Regions from separate parts of the Anas platyrhynchos genome. Here region 2 is linked to region 1. Evidence: chromatin contacts called from public Hi-C data. All regions are on one chromosome and are shown on one strand. The core of a region is the stretch at or near the end of the contact, and the rest is flanking DNA. Distances in the headings are between cores, read along the strand shown. Region 1 has its middle 70 kb from the start of GLI2. Region 2 has its middle 33 kb from the start of GLI2.

Region 1 (5,487 bases), core at 1,566-4,065:
TGTACAACAATTTCAGTGGTCCATGTACTTTGAAAGCATTGTTTGCCTGAATTGTGCACTGAAGAATCCAAGTGTGGTTTAATAAATGTATATGCAATCTGACAAAAACTTGTCAATACATCCAAAACGCCAAAGACCTTGTTTTCCTTTCACCTCAGGAGAAATCATATTGGGGTGAAAAGGGCATATTCAGTTTGTGGGGCTTTTTTCTTCCTTTTTCCCTCTCTGTCGTTCAATTTTCTGGAGAATAAGCGAAGCTTCAAACATGAGGCAACCTCCTTTTCTTCTCCATGATTTTGACAGAATGTACTCATATGTGTTCGGTAATGGAAAGTTATATTCAATCTGCTGTCCTATTTCATAGCTATTTAATTCCCCCTGCAAGGCCAATAGAACATTACAGATGAGATGTCTACTGAGATTTCTGTTTTCCCATTGGCTCCAGTTATGCATGAGCAAGGTAGATTTCTTTTCTGTGAGCACATCATACATATATGATGTGGATTCAGGAGTGTGCCTGGATTTTTATCCAGCAGCCGTCTGAGTCTCTCCTTTCTGCCTCCCATTGCTGCTCCAGGGAGGTACCAGGCTGTGTAAGTTTTGTGGCCCTGATGCTTACTCCATATCGAGGCCCCTAGCACCCCCCGGCCCTCAGGAAGGACCTGATGTTATGTTCAGATACATGAACATTTCTTGAAATTTACTTTATTTAATCTTGTCTGAGAGAGTTCTGAAATCTCTGCTTCTCCTGTCCCTTGAATGTCTTTTGTCCAGCTAAGCTGGGCCCTATTTTTTCCCATGGGTGGATTTCTCCTTTCACCATAGCATATTAAAACCCTTTTGAGCAGCATCCTTGTCATTGTACTAATAAGATTTTGTAGAACCCCAACTATCCTAAAAACTTTAATTGTTGTCAGTCATCTCATGGGATGTGGATTGCTTGATCACTGCAGTTTGTGAAAATAACAGATAAACGTTTTTGTAATCATCTGTTTAAACAACCTTACAGTTTTTCATATAGCATTCAGTGCACTCACAACCCTTGCCAGTTTTCTTCGCTGCTGTCCTTCAGGAATAAAAGATACGTAGCACCAAAGTTTATTAAATAAATATGCTGACCCTGACTCTGGGAGTTTATGTATCCTGGTTACAGTTCAACTGTAAACAGAGCCATTAAAATACTACCTTATAGTAACTTTATAATGGGACAGCAGCTAACATATAGCAGGGCCTGGCCTATAATTATTTGCATTTTAAATATTTAACAAACAAGGTTCAGAGCATCTCCCTGACTAATGTTTACCCTTTTCTTTTCCTTGGGATGATGACAAGGATTTTCCATCCCTGGCTGATGACAGATGAAGAGTTTGGAAAGTCCCTATCTCCCATCTGGGAAAGGCAATTGCAAGATCAGTTGGCTTCTTTTTGTTTCTAGGAACAAGTGAATAAGAGAAAGGGTTTGGAGATTCCTGCTTAATCCTTTTCTCAGGATTCTTTTCTGTCTTTCCTTTGGTCTTGGCACAAGGATACTGACTGGTCCATTTTATCTTGTGTCTTGTCCGAGAATCAGAAGCACTATTCCTGCTTACCTGCCAACCTGTGCTTCTGCAGTGACAGCCCTGGGAGGGATGGAGAGAAGAGGCAGATGAAAAATGCCATTCTAACTCTCGGTGATAGTCTGGTCATGCCCTGAAAACTGATGAGCCTTTGCAATCATTATTCAGAGTGCTGTGGTTTATCTGCAGCTGGGGGGTTTACTTCTATTTCCTCTCACCTTAGGCTGTGTGAAAGTTTCAAAAACAAACAAACAAAAAAAAAACCAAAAACAGAGAGAAGAGAATTAAAAAAATGAAAAATAAGAAAGGGAGAAGAAAACACCACACTAGAAAGCAACTAGCATCTCCAAGATTAGATGCTTGCCTGAGAAACATAGGCTGAAATGCTTATCCATGCTTTTGTGATTAGCAGGCTGGATTACGATGTAACCCTGCATCACCGGGTCTCCCTGCTTCAACTCTCTCTCAACCCTCTGTGCATCAAGTTCCCACTGCAATGGAAAGGCAGTGGTGAAATCTCAACTTTAATATCCTTATGTTGACTTAAGCAAGGCTTTAAGTGGCCTTGTTCATCTTACAGCTCTGATCTGACTTCATCCTGCTCTCCAGGGATGTCCTTGTGTTCTGCTAAAGCTGCCATGGATTAGATCGTGAGGCTCATGAATGAACATTTCCTTGTTGGAGATTCACATGGAAATCTCCCTCTAGAAAGTGGGGACATTTTTCAACAGCTAAAATCAATGGCAAAACTCTCAGAGATGCCAAAGGAAGCAGGATTGGACCCAACAAATTTTGATTTTTTCACATTAATCAATTTCTACAATTCATATGCTGCCTCACTTGTCCATAGTTTTCTTAAATTTAAAGCACATTGATGTTTAAGTGCAACCTCAGAGTGACAGTTATTAATGATCTAGTTTAGAACCAGTTGAAGCCAAAGGGGATTTTTCATTGACTTCAGTAGGGTTTGAATCAGACTCTGAAATTACATTTTGACTGTCTTCTTTCCTAACCTTTCACATACTGCTGAGGATTAGAACTGAGTCCTTTTTTTTTTTTCTTCCCCCTTGTGGTTTTCATTGCTGTGCATTCTTCAAATAAGCTATCTCACTGTAACATACTTTGTGTTATAATCACCCAGCAAAAACCCACACCCTGCTCAGACACAAACAGGCACTCATCACCTTCCCATGTCCCATCAATGCAGAAACATCGATATGCCTAAACTATCTTTATGCAACACAAATGTGCAGCCTGTTCCTACACAACATACCAGAAAGGCAGCAGACCCAACTAATTGTAAGGGGGCTGATAAATAAGGACGTGTTCCTACTTCCATTATCAGGTGTCACCAGCACTGAGCTGGGAAGGGACTGGGTGGGTGAAAGGGTCCCTTCTGGAAGAAGTTTCTTCAGCTAAGTTTTCTCCTTGTCTTGTCATATTTCAAACAGGGAGAAAGTAGCCGACAACCTCAGACAGGGCTGTAGCAAGCATCTACCCAAATAAAGGATGAGGAACATAGCTAGACAGCAGTTTTCCATAAAAATGTTGCACTTAGACATCAAAAATGGAACACAAGTTAGTAATGTAGTACTAAAGGACACCCCCTCCTAGAAAAGGAAAGGCAAATGTCAACTTGAGTGTTGAATGTTGGGACAGGAGCAAGTCTGACCTCTGTATCAGGCAGAACCTATGGGAAATATAAAGAATAAATATGGATAAATATGATCTATTGTGAGAAGCCAAGGTGGCGTACGCATTTCAACTCATGGATTTATTAGAGGATTTTTTAAAGGAATTAAATGCAGGCAAATGAAAACCTCTGGGAAGGAGCTGATAAGGAGCTATACTGAGTTTCCAGGAAGTTTTTCAAATGATTCCTACTTGTAAGGAAACAGCTATCACAAAACGAGAGGAGAGCCTTTTAGGGGTTAATAACTAGATAGAAGATGGAAGAAAAAATAAGTGGGAATAAACGGTCAGCTTGCATGATAAAGGGAACTTAGTAGTATCCAGCTGGTATCTGTGCTGTTCAACATATTCATAAATGAACTTAGATATTAGATTGAATAATGAGAGCATTTGGTGATATAAAATTATTCTGGGTAACGAAATCCAAACTTAGGCATGAAGAGCTGCAGAAGAATCTCACAAGAGTGAGTGACAGCATGCTAAAATGGCAGATGAAATTTACTGTCAATAGATGAAAAGGAAAATGTAGATGGGGAAACAACTATAATGCACACAGGAATAAAATTTTAACAGATATGGCAAATTTCCTTTATAGGGAGTAAAGCTATGTTTTAGATTTGGAATGCCTGTAGTTAAAGGAGCTCTCTCTGACTCAGAGGCTTCAGGAGTTGGGGGTACATGCAGAAGTCTCAAGAGAATTATGTGCTGGTTCTTGTTTTAACAAAAGAACAAAATTGACTTTAATCACTATAAAACATAAACAGACGAAGGACACTTTTTATTGCATTTAGTATTAATGTGGCCATAGCTGCACACTGTGTTCAGGTGGGGCAGTACCCCTGAGGAAAGCAGTGGTTGGTTGGAGTGACTCCAGGGGAGAAAAACAATAATGATTTCAGCTTAAGATAACATGCTGATCAAAGAAAAGAATGTGTTATCATGGTATCAGGGGTTCTTCTAGAGTGATTTTTTCATGAATGGGACAAAGGAAGAACTAGTATCTACTTAAACAACAGATCCTGGGCCTTTGGGTCCAGTACAGCTAGTTAGACACCATCTCACATGGATCTGCCCATCAGAAACACGTGTCCACTTGTAGCAGTTTGTTGAATGTGTCCCAATCCCAGTTAAAGGAGGAGAATTTCGTGGTTTTTTTGTTTGTTTGTTTGTTTTTTTAGTGAGTAGAGAATAAGCCATTCTCTATCACATAAGCTATCATAATTCATTTTTCACATGGTCTGATAGGAACACACTTGACCTTTCAGTATCTAAATAAGAGACAGTCTGAGTTGCTTTCTCTGCGCTTTGCATTTTCAATGCAAAAGGCTGAGATGTTGCACCTCAAAGTTAAGCTAGAAGGTACAGGAACAAATTGCATTAACATACTCATAAACCTATGGGGCAATCCAGTTTCTATTCAAAAATGCCTTTAGACTGAGACTAAAAATGAAATGTACCAACCCCCAACCCAAATTTCATGAGGAAGTTAAAAGCATAAGGGAAGAGAAGTCTGAATTGAAGAGAAAAGCATTTGTTCAGTTTTCCCCAGACAAACTAGTAAACACAGGAGCTGCTTTTGAAGCCCAGTGCGGTATAAATGCAAAAGACATGTAGTGTTGAATCCTGATTTTAACTTGCTGGAGTCATTTCTGTATTTCATGAGTGGAGTAGTCAGTTTGCAAACATGTTATTTAATAACACATCATGGCTTAATTTGACTGTTGATGTGAAATTTCAAAATGTAAATGAAAGTAACATATAATCTTAATTTTCTCTTCTCTTCTGACCAACATGAAACAAACCTGAAATATCATAGCATAATACGCGTTTCTTGGGTTTACTGTGTTTCACATGCTCTAAAAGCATGCATGACTTATTTGTTGAGTTTTTGGTTGACTTGGAATTTGTTGAAGTTTTCTAGAAGCAGAGCAGAAATGTTTGTGATTTATCTTGCTTTAAAAGACAGCAGCAGTGCTAAATGTCTTACTAATGTCAGAGCGAAGCCACATCTAGTTCTGGTGTAGGTGAGAAGAAAAGCTGCAGTTTGTGAATTCCCTGTGAGATGAATGTAGGGTATCACAGCACAGAGCTGTGCAAGTCCAGAGCTGATCATGTTGTACTGCGGGGAATGAGCAGCCCGTCTGATGCATAAACCTACAGACTAGATGGCCAATGAAATGATCTTTGTTAAAATGACACCATTGCACTAATGTAAATGAAATATTTGTAGGCAGTACTA
Region 2 (5,487 bases), core at 1,615-4,114, 37 kb after region 1:
TGCTCAGAAATGACATTTTTGCTCAAATTAAGTGAAACAGGAATAATTCTTTTCTGTCTGCCCACGCAGTCAGGCACACACTGAGTCCTCTGGGCTTATCAGACTTCACAACAGAGTGGAGGACATCCACTGTGTCATCCTCCTTAGTTTCTGCAGTGTCTGCCTGTTTTCAGCTCAGTAAAAGGTCAGTTTCTGTAGACAACAACAGTAACAGTGTCTACATCACTCAAATTTGATCTCTTATCTGAAGTTCAGAAGAATAGCAACACGGGTTTACAGAATTTCCTTCCAGTGATCTCAAAGGACTCTGCAAATGGAAAAAAACACAACACCCCCCCTTCGTCCCCCAGCCCAGCCACTGGGCCCCAAGAAGTGTGACTGTTTTGCAGGTGGCGAGGACGTGTCACAAGCGAGAAGTGACTCATCACATCTACACGGGAGAGCTGGGGCACAGCGACGAGCAAAAGAACTTGACTCTGTTGCCTGCCTGTGCTAACAGCTAATCTTAAAAAATGCATAAATGCATAAAATAAAAGTTGGGTTCTGCTTCTGCTGCCCTTTGAATTTCAATTAAAGTCATGTGCAAATGACTCTGCATCCTTCCCTCTAGTGTGATATCAGCTCTAACTTGGCATAGCCTTTGGGAAGGATATTTGATTGACTGAATTAGAGAAGGAAGCTCCGTCCACACTAAACTCTGCTGCAACCATTTTAATGATTGACTTAAGTTCAGCTGACTGTGGGGACTCAAGAAGTCTCTTTATATGTCCGTATTTAAAATTTATGTGGAATAATTTTAATCTTCATTATTTATATTATTCCAATATACTATCATAGCTGCTCTAAATACATTTTTTATGCAGGCACCATGAACAGAATTACAGCTGGGCTGGAGTAGCATCCTCTAACCTGTCACATACTTCTACTAGCTCAGCAATAGCCTTGAAAGCAACAACTCCAGCTTGCCTTTATGAGTTTTTTTGGCCATAATTTCTCTTCCCAGAAGAGATTTTGAATTCTCCTTGTTTTACTTGCTAGTTCAAAAGCCTCCATGCTGCCTGATCTCAGACTGCTAGTTCTGGGCTCGAAGTAATGGGATTGCACAGAGGAAGCAAAGGGGATATATTGGGGTGGAACAGTGTCTAGATGGAGAACTCTTTGGGACCAGATCATCTTCCTGATTTGTCTATCGAGTGCCTTGCTCTTTGTGGGGCCTGCCCTGGGATGAAATCTTGCTTAAAAGGCAATTGGGTGCATTGTAAGAGAGTTTTACAGTAAAAGAGATCAATAGTTTTTTGCTTGTTTATTTGTTTTTCCTGTAAGAAGGGAAAAGGTTATCAAAGGGAAATGGATGTTTTATCTGGGGGAAGAGTGTTGCTGGACTTTTATTTTTATTTAAAAATGGCAACAACATGACCCGTTCTGTGTACATTTCTCATTACTTCTGTGAAAATTCAAACTATCTTCTCTGTGTTCGGGTTTGCAACATCAAAAGGATCACAGAACAGACTTCTTTGATGTTACATTTTTCTGCTGATGCTGTCTGTGGTCAGGTAATACCACATGATTAATGTGAAAAGAATTGACCTTTGCTGATTTTCTCATGTTCACTGGCAAGACAAAGATGTAATGCATCAGTGGGATATGAGATATAGTTAAACAAGAAATTCCTCGGAATTAGAAAACAGTTCTTTATCTTCTCAGAATCAACACGATGTATTTCCTTTGTATTTAATTTTTGTGTGTGCTTGTGTTTGCATAATTATTTAATATTAAAGAAAGAGAGTGTGGTTTGGTCATTTAGTTAGTAAAATCATGCCTTGGGACTACCGGGCCTGGGAAGAACTGGCTCCTCTCACTCGGCTATTGGCCAGCCTAAGCAAGTTGCTTTGCCTCTTTATAAAATAAGGATAATGGTTCCTCCATTGTAAAGATGTGAGATCTACTGCTGAAAAGCAGTACGCGAGAGTTAGGTAATATTATTTCTGGCTCTCCTACAGATGTGCTTAGTGTTCAGTTTTCCCATCTGTAATGTGGGGATGTTAGAACTAATCTACCTCCCAGGGTTGTTTTGCTTAATTCCATAAAGTACTTGAAAACCTCACATGGAAAGAGTTATAGGAGCACAAGGTTTCTTAATAAAGCTCATTCATGAGTAATGTATTTTTGAAGTAAGTGACTTGAACCTTCACCCATTGTTGGAAACCAACATGAGCCAAGTCGTCTTTGTTGTTCAGCAAAGGTTGGTTGATATATTTTTCCTTACATATTTAATTCTCATAAGGCTTCACATTTCTGGTTGCTGGCTATGATTGAAAGCAGAAATGCCAAAATACCACAAGAGAAGACTGTTTCTCTTTTTGTTGTTGTTGTTGTTTTTTTACTTTTTTCCTGACCCTCCCAGAAGCTGGAAGTTTTGAAATGCATGAGTCTTCCCCATCACTCTTAGTTCACACTTTCTCCCTGCCAAGGTAGGTGTCTGAAATTGTATTCTCTGAAGATGGAGATTTACCGAAACGCAGTGGGCACCGTGCGTTTTTTTGTGATCTGCCCAGCTATGATGTGCAAGCAACTCATGGGTGCAGCAGGGCTGCTCTGATAACCACTAGGTGCTTTATCAGTACTTATCTACCCTGCCTTGAGCTATACAAGACCACATTCAATCGCATCCACTGTACAATTGTTGTTGCTGATGATTGCACCTAGCAAGGTAAGGATCTTCTGAGAAGCCGCTTGAGTGCAGGGGCTGCAACAGCCTTTTTACGTCAAAGGGCTGCAAGGGAAAATGAGCCCAAACTCATTTATCTCAATGTCACAACTCCTAGCAGCAGGGGAGGAGGCGAAGTTGGACCAGCGCGGAAGGCTTTTAGGCAGCCTGGCCTTGACCCCGCGGGATGCATTACAAACCCGGATTTGCGGGATCCCCGCCTGCACATAATCCATACGCGAACCGCTCGGCACCAAGCCCTCGATGCGAGGAGGGAAGGACGGTGCCAGCAGCGCAGGAGCGGACTTGGGGAAGTTTTGTGTCGGGCTGCCAGGGTTCCCGTTGCGGGGAGGCAAGGACGGCTTTCTCCTGCCCCCTCCTGGTGCAGCCCTCAAAGTGTGCCTGGGACAGCAGGCAGGGAAGAGGATGTGAAAATGGCACCTTCCCTTGCCAGGGGTTTTGCACCTGGATCCTATGGCTAAGTTCCTCCGTTTTCATGGCACAGACAGGAGATGTTGTCCTGTTTTCCTTGGTTCTTGGCTCTGTAAATCCAGCCGGGCTCTGTGAAAATAAACCGAAGCCATCTCTAGTGAATGCACTGGCAGTCGGATGGGTAGCAAAGTTTAACTCCAGAATTTCTCAGCAGTACGATCTAATGCACTTCCTCCTGGGAGTGCACTGTCTTAAGAAATACATCTTTTTATTTCTCTTTAAGATGGCCTGATACGTTGCCAACTGTGAACAATGCAATGCAAAACATTTAAAGAAGGTAGAGAAACAGATGCCATCCTCTAGCAAAAGCAGGAACTCCATTCTAGCAGGTAGATGAAAAACCAAAGTTTAATTCTGAGAACAAAACTTGGCAGTTTGTAATATGTTGCTGTCGTGCCTTTGGAGAAAACACAGACCCCAGGAGAGGCAGAGCCACTTGACTGCGTGGAGGCTGCTGGGCCCTGCAGCCGCCGCGGATGTTGCACGGGCCAGTGGGCGCAGTGTGTGCTGTGCAGCGTTTGCCCACAGAAATGATCAGCCAAAGTGTATTAATTAAAAATAGCTATTGTAAAGGGTTGTTCCAGACCTGAATCCTTCAGCCTTGAGCACAGGTGGAATATGGTGGAACACAAACTAAAATGGGGATCCCTAAAATCTGGGAGGGCATCCTAAATCTGGACTATCTGTCTCTCTTCAATTCTGTGTTAAGCTACTCCATTCTTATTTTTTTTAAAAATGATTATCATTTACCAGACCAGAAAAGAGTACAATGACTCTATGGCTAAATCTTCCTCCCTCTGTTCAGACTAAAAATTCTCTTCTGGTCTCAATGCAAGTTCCCTTGACACTGACATGTTTCTTACAGTAAAAAGAGCTGATGAAGAGATTTCGACCATTTTGTTAAATACCTATTCCCTTATGTATAAGATCTGTCTATTGCAGAGATCATGTCTTCTCCATTTTCTTTTTTTTTTTTTTTTTTTTTTTTTTTTGTGACATTCTATCTTCTATATTTTTAATAAGTTTCAGCCAGATGTGACTGTGCTGCATTTTCAGAGGCTGTTTGTATTTCAGGGGAAGGTGCTGAACTTTCTTCAGGCCCCACGTGGTTGTCCGAACTGGTGGGAGCACTCTGTCTATACAGCTACAGCCCACGCTGAGCCAAAGTGGTAGGTGCTCACTAGGGTATTATTTTTCTGCAACATTCTTGTTTGAAAGACACATGTTGCAGCACTATATGGACAAGCTTGATGATGTAGATTCGTCTCTATGAAAAATAACACCTCTTTCTTTTATGTGTTTTGGCTGAGAAATTTCTATGCAAAGTTTTGCAACTCAGCTACCTCTGGGTACCAGGTTTTCTGTCCAGTAGCTGGAGAAAGGTGTGTGACAGACTTCATGGAACTGGTGGATGTATAGCTGCAGCATTGGAAGGGAGATGGAAAACAAATTATTCCTGCTAAATGGACAATATCAGAGAAGGGAAAAAAAAAAAAAAAAGGCAAGACTTTCTGTTTTCTCCTAGTTGTGTCCAGCAGTTCCAGGGAGAAGGTCTGGCTTCACAAACTTCTCTTCACCCAAGTGATGTTTTACAGGGAAATTTCTTGAAGTGAATTACTTTCATTGAATTCCTCTGGGCTTTTCCATTGCATGGTGTATCTGGTCAGTCTGAAGGGCTGCAACTCTCTGGTGCATTTTGAGAATATCAGCACCCAACAGTATAGCTATTGAAGCTGAAATGCACAAAGCTCTGAATAGAGCCGTAAAAAAAAAAAATTGGGGGGTGAATCATTTGTTCAACACTCAAAAATTCAGTTATGGGTTTGACATTTCAAGAAAACTTTGCGTAAACTCATGTTTATGTGCTACAGACCGCAAAGACAAAACAATTTCAAATCAAAGAAACAGTTTAGTTAGCCTGATGTAAATATCTTGGTGTGCTTTTTTTTTCTTTTTCCATCATTCCTTCCATCAAGAAACACACATGAACTTCACTTCAGGGCAGTGTGAATGTTTTTTCTCCCTTCAAGTTCACCTGGCAAACTGAAAAATTAGTTATTTGTACAGCCTTGGTTGTGAATCATCTTGATTCTGTTGTCTCTCTGCTGCGGAGGACATGTTAGCCCCTGCCACCTTTGCGTGGTGCTTTTGATTTTCTGCTTTTTCAAGTTCACCATCATCCAGTTTAGCCTCAGATAGTCTGAAAAACACCATTTCTCAAAAAGCACTTGAACAGTTACAAGGCTTCAGGGCAGGTAAGTACCGAGATAGGTATTAGATAACCAGAA

The links. Hi-C and Micro-C count contacts between places; a contact is called where the count stands out from the background.
Region 2: a Hi-C map of small yellow follicle shows a contact between it and region 1, with 5 times the contacts expected there. The contact joins two enhancer-like sites. A contact is called at or near these places in 2 of 8 Hi-C or Micro-C datasets (F5 follicle and small yellow follicle).

The regions. Positions count from the first base shown.
Region 1 is chr7:14,131,801-14,137,287 of IASCAAS_PekinDuck_T2T, forward strand. No RefSeq gene overlaps it. Among named protein-coding and RNA genes, the nearest start is that of GLI2, 70 kb to the right of the region's middle. Within about 2 kb of position 2,816, at least 5 of the 8 cell types and tissues checked have an H3K27ac peak or open chromatin away from gene starts, as enhancers often do. A contact at or near this core is called in small yellow follicle, where this site is marked.
Region 2 is chr7:14,168,592-14,174,078 of IASCAAS_PekinDuck_T2T, forward strand. No RefSeq gene overlaps it. Among named protein-coding and RNA genes, the nearest start is that of GLI2, 33 kb to the right of the region's middle. Within about 2 kb of position 2,865, at least 2 of the 8 cell types and tissues checked have an H3K27ac peak or open chromatin away from gene starts, as enhancers often do. A contact at or near this core is called in small yellow follicle, where this site is marked.